3 separate regions of the Zea mays genome follow, and all the other regions are linked to region 2. Evidence: chromatin contacts called from public Hi-C data. All regions are on one chromosome and are shown on one strand. The core of a region is the stretch at or near the end of the contact, and the rest is flanking DNA. Distances in the headings are between cores, read along the strand shown.

Region 1 (3,567 bases), core at 729-3,228, 550 kb after region 2:
GAGAGGGAACAATGCCATTAAATAGAGGGAGTCGCACCCTCAAGCCGAGCACAGAGTCATGCCCTATGGTGGAGGAGTTGTGCCTCCAAGGAGACAGTAGAGCTACCGGAGGTCACAAACGCTAGTCATGTTTGCTTAGACAAGAAAGGTAAGGAAAACTTTCATTTAAGAGCTTGGCCAAGAGCCATAAAAAATGAGATAAAAGATGAAGAGTTTGGGTGCCCATTAGTAGAGACCCGACTAAAATTGTGTTTTTAGACTAGGCAGTTATATACTTATATTTAACTACGAGATCAAATAGAGCCTTGCTAAATTTGCTCTAACTAAAACGGTAGTGGAGTTTCTCAAACCAATAATGTTTTATGGTTTTATAGTAGTGGTCTAAGTTAAAAGATTTTTAAGTGTAACTATGTCTTAAAGATAGGAATATCACCCTTATTATTATTATTATTATTATTATTATTATTATTATTATTATTATTAGTACTAGTATTGCTGCTGCTACCATCATAAATTTCTATATTTTTAAAATAAACTTCGCTAAGCTTAATTAACTTTGACTTAGGCTGCATATAGAATTGTATGGTTTCTAGGAAATTAAAGAAGGGGAGAGGGGGCTAGTTTTACGTAAGAAATTACATCGATCCTTCTGCCTCCTCTTCTATTCTTCATGGATGTGTCAGCAAGCTCAGTGGGTCAATCTGACTAAACTTGGCATGGAGGCGTCGCCGTACACACACACACACACACACACACACACACACACATATATATATATATATATATATATATATATATATATATATATATATATATATATATATATATATATATATATATATATATATATATATATATATATATATATATATATATATATATATATTACTGCGTACGGATAGTAAATTTGTTTAACATATTTTTGGCAAAAAAAAGGCTTAAAGGTCAATATATATAATGAATGTGGTACGTTATTCCTTGTCGTTTCTCTTGAGATTTCTCAAACAAATATTTCGTGATTGTTAATATCCCTTTCTACAAATTAAAGTCATCTCGATTATAAAGATATATATATTTTTTAAACCGTCTGTAGGTAGATAGAGATAGCCATCTTGAGTAATTAATACTCTCTGTTCTAAAATAAAATTTGTTTTAGCCTATATATATATATATATATATATTATTTAATTGAATGTGGACCAAGAAAAGGCTTAGAACGAACTATATTTTCAAATAGAAGAAGTATAATACTGTACAGTAGACTAGAACAAGATAATGTACGTACGTACTTTTACGCCATATCCTCCCCTCAGGCTGTCTGTATGGGTGGGTTGTCCCTTGCTGCTACGTTCTGTTAGGCGCTATGAATTACAGGAAATTAAGTGGTTGACTTGGACAGCAGGCGGGTTACACGTTCCACTGTGCCGAGATGTGAGGTGCAAGCCGCAAGTGTGTTTGGTTGAAGAGTTTAGAGTAATGGAGCGGCTCTATTTTTATCTTTTGGTTTGGTTTTTAACGGAGGAGGGTGAAGTAGCTCGTAGTGTCCATAGCCGATCTATTCTAGTTGGCTGCTTAACCATACACACACTAATACCGTAACGCCTTATTAGCCCTGCCCGTAGGCCGTAGCGGCAGGCAGTGCAGCACGCGCGCGTACATCGCGGCGGAGCGGAGGTATACGTACCGGCGGCGAGGCAGACGACCCAGATGTAGAAGAAATTGAGGTAGGGGACGCCGGTCCTAGTCTTGTTGGCCTCGTCCAGCCGGCACCCGGGGCATCCCTCGTAGTACTTCGTCGTCCTCCCCTCCGGCGCCTGCAGCAACGGAACGGCCGCCGCCGCCGCTGCCGGACCACTCTCGCCGCCGGACATCCTTCCGTCGCCCTCGCCGGAAGACGATCGACGTGCCTGTTGGTCGTCGTCTCTTGAAGAGTAGTTAGAGCGGTGGTGGCCGGATGAATGAATAGAGAGATGCAAAACCCCCTGCCCTAAGTATATATATAAAGAATAACGTCTAACGTGGGAGGCCTTAAATACAGTGCGTCAAAGCTGGGACTAGGAGGAGGCCTGCATTGTGCAGTGCTGGTATATTGCTGCAGGGGCTGGGCTGGAGTGTAAGGCTGTCCGCAGTCGCGTCCGCCAGCCAGCTCCCTCCTCCCCTTGCCGGCTACAGATGCTCCCCAAGGCTGCAACAGCATTCCCCACAGGACCCCCTAGCCAGTAGATTTGAAAGGTGAACCGCTACCGCTAGCGTGAAGCAGCCGCCCCTCTATTCACGGTTCATGCGTACGATACTTTTTTAATAGGTGAAAAAAAAGTAATAGATGATAAATAGGGTTATAATGATATTTTATGGTTGTAGTGGAGTATAGAGGGAGAATATTAGAGAAACAACTGCGAGAGATAAAAAAATAAGAGATAAAATATTGATGATATGATAAAAAAGTAATATAAAAAAAAGAAATTTAGAGAGAACCGCTGCAGAGAGTCTAACATTTGGCATCTAACATTTGGCATCGGCGGCAGGCGCCGGGGCCCGTGCGACACGTCTTGTCGTCATTGTTTCCTGTTGAGTGGTGAACTGCAGCCGCCACTCGTCGTCGTCAGGGTTCAGGAATCATGACTACTACTAGCGTCGTTTTACTCGTTGTAGGTGGGCTATAGTGACCTTGCCGTGTGTCTGCTGGTCTCCTCCATGGACGTACGGATCATATGCACGCACGCACGCACGCGGGCGGAGAACCGAGGTGACCATCCACGCGCGCGGGCAGTATAGTGCTCTGCGGAAACGGGCCGGAAAATCAATGGAGATTACGGGGTGGAATTGGAAACCGTAACCCCCCATAGTCGCCATCATCGATCCAGCTAATTAACTTAAGTAGGCGACGACGACCCTGCATTGCTAGCGATATATGGCGGCTAGCTGGTCTGTCGCTCACTCCACGGCTGCATGCAGCTGCCGTGCGCGACAATACAAAGGTGACCCTGCGCGCTGTCGTCGTCGGAGATCAGGCATGTAGGTTCTGCGAAACTTCTTCCAGCCGCGCGCTGTAGAAAAGATGGACAGTGCGTGCACGCAGTGGCAGTGGCAGTGGCGGCATACATGCATGCATGCGTGCACCGGCAAAGTCTAGCTTTTATACTTGCCAAATTTGTTACAAACTACACGTTATCTTTCCTCTCTCGAGGTACGGTACGCGCTCTTATTGACATGTGCACTAAAACTATAGTTTTGAGTTCGTTGCAATTCAGGCACACAGAATAATATAGGAGAAGTACACGTTAAAAAAACATATTTGTAATATATAGATGGTTTTCTCATAATATTCTTTTGTCCAATCACATGCTTTCCATCTTCATGGTCTACCTATTATATCTCTTTATATCTTGACTACTCTTATGTCGGCATCGTTTTTTTTATCTAAGAAATCGTCATTCCTTCATTTTCCCTTTTTAATTCCAATAATGCTACCTCATTAATTGTTTTGTTTGGTTGACACTATAATTAGTAAGTTCATATATAAATAAACTTTGATTTTGGCAGGTCGCAGTACATGCCAGTTCCAGT
Region 2 (3,722 bases), core at 25-2,524:
TTTGGATATTAGCCCGTATCCGTCCCCTAATAGGGTAAAAACCCACCGGGTTTCGGGTTTCGGGTACCCATTGCCATCTCTACTCCTGAGTCATGAACTCCTGATTGCTGAAAAAACTGAAAGTCTCAAAAGGTAAATAGGGAACACGCAAAGGCCTTCACGTTAAGAAAGCCATCAGATTTCATTACGGAATAAGTAATTAACACTGTCATCTCCTTAACTGACTAGAATAGAAGGAACCATGCATGTAATCCTCATGGAGAAGAGATGTACTCAACTAAAAGCAGGCAGCAGCCTAATACTTCTTGCTAGTATACATCTCAAAGGCATCGGCTCAACCGACATCCGCCGTCCGATCATGTGCCATCGGACATTCGGACGGACAAAAGCTCCAATCCCAACTCATCAGATGAGCCCCGAGCTCTCCAGGGCCGGGAAGCCACACTCGCCCTCAATGGCGCGCACCAGTGCCTCCAGCTCTAGCAGCGCCGCCGAGTCCGAGCCGTCGGCCCCAGCTGCCACGGCGGCGTGCGTGTGCGTCGCGGTCCACGCGCGCGCGCCCGGGCTCCTGTCCACCGGCGCTGGCGCAGCGGCGGCGCGGTCGAGCAGGAAGAAAGCGGACGTGTCCAGTGTCGGGAGCACGCACGCGGGCGCGGCGGGCGTCCAGCTGGGCGCGGCGACGGCGGCAGCGGGGGAGGAGGAGGAGGAGGGCCCAGGGGCGGGGAGGCCGGTGATCTCCTGCACCATGCGCTGGAAGTTGGCGGGGTCGGCGGTGATGTATGTGGTCTGCGGGCGCCGCGACGGGCGCGGCTTGCGCTTGGCGACGCGGCCCCCTCTAGGTCCTCCCGCCACGGCCCGGGCGGCGGGCGGCTGGCCCGGCCTGCTGGACACCGGCGCGGGAGCTGCGTCGTGGCCGCTGGACAGGAGCTCGGAGGCGGACGAGGTCGAGGAGGACGGGGTGGACGGGGAGAAGGGCCGGGCCGCGGCGGAGCTGGCGTGGGCAGGCGCAATGGAGGCGCGGAGCGCCGAGGTGAGCGCCGAGTTCTCGAAGGCGGCCGCGGAGGTGAGGCAGCCGGGGGGCGACGAGAAGTAGCAGTGGCTGGCGCCGGCGTGGGTCCAGATTGGGTCGAGGCCGGTGCAGCGGTTTGCCGCCATGTGACGAAGGGAATGGAAGCGACTAGCGAGAGAGGGGAGGTGCAGCAGCTCGACAGCTCGCAGCTTGGAATTGGATTGGGGTGACAGGTGGTGGGGGTAGGCGTAGGCGAGGAAAGGTGAGGCGGGTAGCGGGAGGCGACGGCGGCCAGCGGGAATTTATACTGTGAGCAGCCAGCGTTGCGAGGCCGAAATGGTGGGAGCACACGGGCTGTCTACACCATCATTTTCAGTAGAATCTTTCGAAACATTAGCATAGCAGCATTTGAGAGACGCAGGTGAGCTAAAATTGGCCCTAATGTCTTGCCTCCTTGTTGTTTGTGGAACACAAGGTGTCTTTAGAAATTCTAGGGCGCGAAACAAATGATGTATTTAACTACCTCTTGATCATAGGAAGACATTCGTGATATAACCATACTTGATACTTTGGTTATATATGTATGCCGATCTAATCATTTTTTAAACTCGGTTTTAAAAAGGATTACACTTTATCTCTTATAACTCAAGACAAATTTGAATGTTGGAATAGTTCTTTCCTTTATGTTTTATGAGGACGAGTGGAGCAGAGTATAGGAGTAGGTGCACATGATTTTTTTCAAAAACAAGAAACACGAAAAAGAAAACATAAGCAGCTGATGAGGCCTCTACGTAGTAGTAGGGGTTCAGGGTGTGCGTAGCGATGGGTGCGGAAGAGGAAAGCGAAAGGAGAGGACCGGACGGTGGAGTGGGGCCCTACGGAAACCGCGTCGCTGCCGCGCTTGCGGTGGCTGCCGGCTGGCCATCCGCCCATCCCATTCCCATCACATGCGGACGCCGTGCCGTGCCGGTGGGCTGCGGCCGGCGGCCGCTGAGGTGCGGGCCCCACCTAGGTACCCGTCTGGCTGGGTCCACCGCTCGCTCATCGTCATCTCCTGTCCGCAAAGGATCCCCGCCGCCGCATGCGCCTTTTCCCGTGCGTCACTGAGGGCGCTTGCATTGCATGGAAAGCCAGCGTCGTCGACGACCACGGTCGGTCGGTCCACCGCTGCCTCGATCGGCGGGCACACTTGTTGGGTCCACCCCCTGCCACTCTTGTTGCCCAAGCTCAGCACGGGTCCCCGTGCAGGGAGTCTCCTTGTACGGAGCAGTGACCATAGTCCACAGCCAGGTCAATTTTATGCGGTTGTACTGGTACGGCCTAAACCGCAAAAGAAAGGCGCTTCTGTCGCGATCAAAAGCGAGTTGTGTGAACGCATGAGCAGCCAAATTCTGAACCCTTTTGAAATGGTCGTCGGGAGGTCCATGCAAAGCCGCGTTGTCAGAGTCGGGTGGGCCACGCCACACGTAGGCGTCTAGCCAATCGATGAGATTCCGCGCCGGTGGATCTTCAAGGCTTCAAGACAGAACTCTACTCCAGGGTAAGGATATGAATAAATAATAGTGAGTAATTATATATTAGATATGGATATATTGACATTTATTATCCATATGTACAAGTATGGATATAATAAAATATCTATAGATATTATTTTGCATATATATATCATATCTTTATATCTGTTATCTGACATGTGGGCCATTCGAATTCAATACACTATCTCCAATTTACATCTATGATATATTGATTGATGCTACTGGATTGATGAAATTGTTAAATTTTGTTAAAACTATTGTTTGGTGCTGAATGTTGATATTATTTATCAATATTCGAGTTTGATCTATTTAAAATGGTTGAGATTTGATCCGTATTCGATTTCGAGTATTCAGTATCTAATTTATATTAGTATTCTTATACTCAAAGTTGGATGTTTAAGATGTCGATAATATACATATCTGATTCGAAGAGAAAATACGAAAACAAATATGGAAAAAGCAATATCAGTCCATATCTGATTCGATTACACTCCTAGACCTAGGATCCAATTGGGCTAGGTTAGGTCACTTGATGTGGTGGTGTCCCAGCCACGCCACATCCCATGTTAAAATGGATCGACGGAGGTTGCGAAACGATGGGTCAATTTCGAGATGAACCGACCTGGCTCTCCCTTTTTACATCTAGCCTTCCTTCTTCTAAAAGGACTTTTGTTTTAGGGGCAAATATATATCTAAAATAAAGTTTTTTTAAACAAATAGAGGGAGTGCTTGTTGAATTTAAATGGGCTAGCCCATCTAATTTAATTAATATTTCGTGAGCTATAATAATACTAGAGTCTTACCCGCATTGCTAGTGGGAAAACTTAACAAACTAGAAAAGTGGACTTAGTATATACCTTCTGTGAAGTTCAAAGATTGATGATCATCAATATTATTGGAGTGACTCCCTCTAATGTGGTTTTTACGATGTTCTAAATGAGAGCTTAGCATATAATACCAATTAGTGTGTGAATCACCTAACTTGAATTCGAAGAAGCAAATGTATCTTGAGTCTCCTATGTCCCATATGGTTTGCTTACCATACTTAACTGCAATCATCTCCTTGTTGTGTAGCTTGCCTTGTTCAAACTAAACTAAAAAATTGAGCTACTAGAATTGTTTAGATTTACATATATTGAATTCATGCTAATGTAAAATAGTTGTTTTAATATTGTTTT
Region 3 (3,696 bases), core at 1,137-3,636, 790 kb before region 2:
AACCCTAATTCCCATTTAGGGTTTAATTCAACTTCTAATAATTATTATCTTATTGTTTTTATTTAATGCACAAACATATAACTCCAACATGATGCATATTTTTTTATCATTGTTCTAAATTTTATGTATGCTCTTCTTATGATGCAAATATGGCTCATGACATGAGGAGACCTATCTATATTCTTTGTATACAAAATTGAGTATTACATTGTGTGACAGACCTCATTTGAGTTGTTTCAAGTTCTTGTGCTCTTTATTGTGTTTCAATCTCACTCCCATCCCCATTCTCACACTTTGGAAAGCTAGCAAGAGACGCCAAATTGTGTGGCGATCCTTAAGGGAGACATATTCTCTTTGAGATTGAGAAGAAGCACTCAACTAGTCTAACTGACCGTTTGAGAGAGGAAAGGGTTGAAAGAGACCTGTCCTCAGTGGACTCCTCAAAGGGAAGTAGGTTCTTCGGAACCGAACATCAGGAAACAAATCATCGACGTTCTTTGTGTCCATTTGTGGTTTGGTTCTTTCTCTCGCCCTATCTTCTAGTTCTCTTGCTTGAGCTTGGTCCTATATCATTTGAGTTTCTCCCAAAGTAATTATGCGATCATTTGAGCAACTCTAGCAAGAAGAACAACTCTCCCTCACTTCGATCATTTTAATTCTCGTTCTAACGAATAATTGGGGTTCTAGTTTTTGTAATTAGTGATAAATTTTAGGTTTTGATTGTTCACCCTCCTCTAGGAAACTTTCACCTACCCCTATGAGCACCTTTGAAGAATTGAGTTGGATCGATAAATCTCAAGATTGATTAAATCGCCACGAACATCTTGTTATCGATGGGAATGTCACCTACCACTAAAATAATGATACTATTAAATCCTAATATAAATCCAAAAAATGTGAACACACGTATCAAGTCAACCAAGTCAACGGCTTGAACCAAGATGACCAAGTTCCACCACATGGAATCTAACCAACTAATCTTGGTTACAATGTGATTCAAACCATATTTTCTTGTTTGGATGCACTTGGCTTTGGTTTTGACAGATTATGTTCATAAGTTCATTCAGATACATAATGGAGTTGTAAAGACAATCGAACCTTGGAGCTTATATTTTTATAAAAAGTGCAATCACTACCACATGAATGGTCTTTAGTATCATTTGAAAAACGGCTATAGTACCAAATTCCTAACTGGTAATATACAATGGAGACCAAATACCTCGTTCTTTAGCCCTGGTTGTATGACCTGTACTAAAAAATCCTTTAGTATCGGTTGGTGGCTGCAACAAGTACTAAAGCATTCAAAAACATTAAAACGATAAATCATAAGCCTATGGTTAGACACACGTCGTAAGTCACAAGTCACGTGATTTTCGCGAGAAATATGTGCATGTGCAATGTTAGGATTCGAACACAAGACCTAGGGCTTCACGTGTGCCCTCCTAATCACTTTATAGAGCTATTAGAGAATAGGAATAAGATGTTTTCCTTTTACTTTAACTCTGGAAGTGCCTTTTTTACTAGTTGGTGGCAAAAATCGGTACTAATGATCGCCTTTTGTCACTATCTGATACTAATGAGTACTCTATAATACCATTTTTGCACCAACCAATACTAAAGGCTCTTTCAGTTTTAGTACCGGTTGGTGTCATCAACTAATACTAAAATAGACTTTTTAGTATCAGCTGAAGTCACCAACTAGTATTCATCTATGCTCAAGAGATTAGAATAAGTTGGTGGATCAAACAGTATTTAAAAGGACATTAGTATTGGTTGGTGGGTCCAACGCGTACTAAAATATAAGAGATATTAGGTCAGTTAGAGCCACCAACCGATACTAATACTCTTCTAGAGCCCCATTAGTTAAAACAACACTGATGCTTGCGTCAATACCGGTTCAAACTTAATTGGGACATTAATGTAGCGGTCGAGATAACGCTGACCCCTAGTGAGTACATCCACCTCTACACGCTAGCGAGCATCAACACTGGCACATCGGGCATCAGCGTGTGTGGGCTCGTCAACTTGGCTAAAAGTCATCGCAATTGCAAAGTGGCAATGCACGTTTTGCCTCCCACCATCTCTGTGGCCAGCGACGATATGCCACATCTCTACATGCACTGCCATACATCAAAGTTGCCCACCTCTAATTCTCCGTCTCCTTCACTTGTCATCAATGAGCATCCCTGCGAGACCAACAAGCATGGTACATATGCGTAATGTATACATATGTATTTGAAAGAAGAATACTAAACTTATGAGGGAAAGGGAATGAGCTAGACACATATGTGTGTTTATGATTACCTCTTGAGCATATCTCCAACAATGAGATCATGCTCACGCCATCACAGGACACAAACACCCGCGAGGCCCATGTGACGCACTGATGCGGCCCACCGCCCATGCTGCAAAGCTAGCAAGTCTAGACATCCAGTACGATAATATGTATGCCTACACCATGATGTTTCCATCCCAACTTTTTTAATTCAATCTAGTCGATTGGAGTTAAAAGAAGAGAACAAGGAACAGGGAAGACAGAACACACTGTCTGATGACCTATCGCGATAATGGTGTGATGCTGGTCTGCCCTGGATGTCGGATTGTACACTACCTTTTTTTTTAAAAAAAAAGGACGGTTGTAGATGCTACCACTTGTAATGGATTTTGTACATGGTGACGCCGACACCTAATCTAGGGATGGCAATGGGTCGGGTTCGAATCGGGTAGAGTAAATACCCGCCCGCGACCATACCCGCGGGGATTATCCATATCCGCCCATGACTATACCGACGGGTAAAATTTTGTACCCGTGCCCGTACCCATCGGGTATCGGGCGGATATCGGGTATCCGTCGGGTATAGCAGCTTGGTGCATTCTCCCTAAAAGAAGTCTAGTGCAGTTCTGAGTGTCGCACATCGTCGTGATCACCGGAGGCACATAATATTGTTGCACAGTGCAGTCGTGTAGATGTAGCCCTGGACATGTGTTGCTAATGTTTTTTTGTTAATAAACTTCCAACTCGTCAAAATCGGAGAGTAGCTAGCATAGTCATCTGGTGTATTAACACTCTCTTAGCTCAAGTACTTGTACTAGATAGCACTAGTACTACATATTGGCACTTTATCAAACGTATTTGCACTAGTACTAGAACTAGGTCAGAAGCATCAGCAAATAGGGATGGATGGCAGTAGGATGAGTTGTTGAGGGTGGACGGCTAGCTAGCGTACTGGTAGGTTGAAAATCTAAAATCAATATTTTCGGATATCCGTCGGGTACCCGCGGGTAAGAAATCAAATCCGTACCCGACCCGTAATAAAATCGGGTCGGGTACGGGTAAGACCCACGGGTCAAATTTTGTGCCCGAACCCGTACCCGACGGGTCGGATATCCGACGGATATCCGAACCCGCGGATAAAATTGCCATCCCTAACCTAATCTGTCTCTAGCAGAGGTCACACTGCCATGGCATGTGGTCTAGCGAGTGAGCAAACAGTGTATTAGACTGTCTCCAACCAGAGTCTATAAAGGTTCCTCTTCTCTAAGTCTAGAGGAGATTTCATGGCCTACCCTCCCCAAACAATGTCCTTTAAATATAGAGCATGTTCCTTCATCCTCTCTCTCTATTCTCTCTCCTCTCCTCTATCTATTTTAATAATTTAAATAATAGATTAACTAAAACTAACATATGCAAAATAT

The links. A called contact is a pair of places that touch in the nucleus more often than the background predicts.
Region 1: a Hi-C map of endosperm shows a contact between it and region 2, with 4 times the contacts expected there. The contact joins the promoter of LOC100273965 here to the promoter of LOC100280416 in region 2. A contact is called at or near these places in 3 of 25 Hi-C or Micro-C datasets (bundle sheath, endosperm and tassel).
Region 3: a Hi-C map of tassel shows a contact between it and region 2, with 2.5 times the contacts expected there. The contact joins the enhancer-like site here to the promoter of LOC100280416 in region 2. A contact is called at or near these places in 2 of 25 Hi-C or Micro-C datasets (leaf and tassel).

Annotation. Positions count from the first base shown.
Region 1 is chr3:45,560,323-45,563,889 of Zm-B73-REFERENCE-NAM-5.0, forward strand. LOC100273965 reads right to left here and starts at 1,979. Exons shown (of 17, transcript NM_001148352.1): 1 at 1,685-1,979. The coding sequence starts at 1,871.
Region 2 is chr3:45,015,932-45,019,653 of Zm-B73-REFERENCE-NAM-5.0, forward strand. It overlaps LOC100280416, which reads right to left and starts at 1,275. Exons shown (of 1, transcript NM_001153339.2): 1 at 139-1,275. The coding sequence starts at 1,155. The coding sequence ends at 406.
Region 3 is chr3:44,226,760-44,230,455 of Zm-B73-REFERENCE-NAM-5.0, forward strand. No RefSeq gene overlaps it. Among protein-coding and RNA genes, the nearest start is that of LOC100279534, 28 kb to the right of the region's middle. Within about 2 kb of position 2,387, at least 14 of the 20 cell types and tissues checked have an H3K27ac peak or open chromatin away from gene starts, as enhancers often do. A contact at or near this core is called in leaf and tassel, where this site is marked.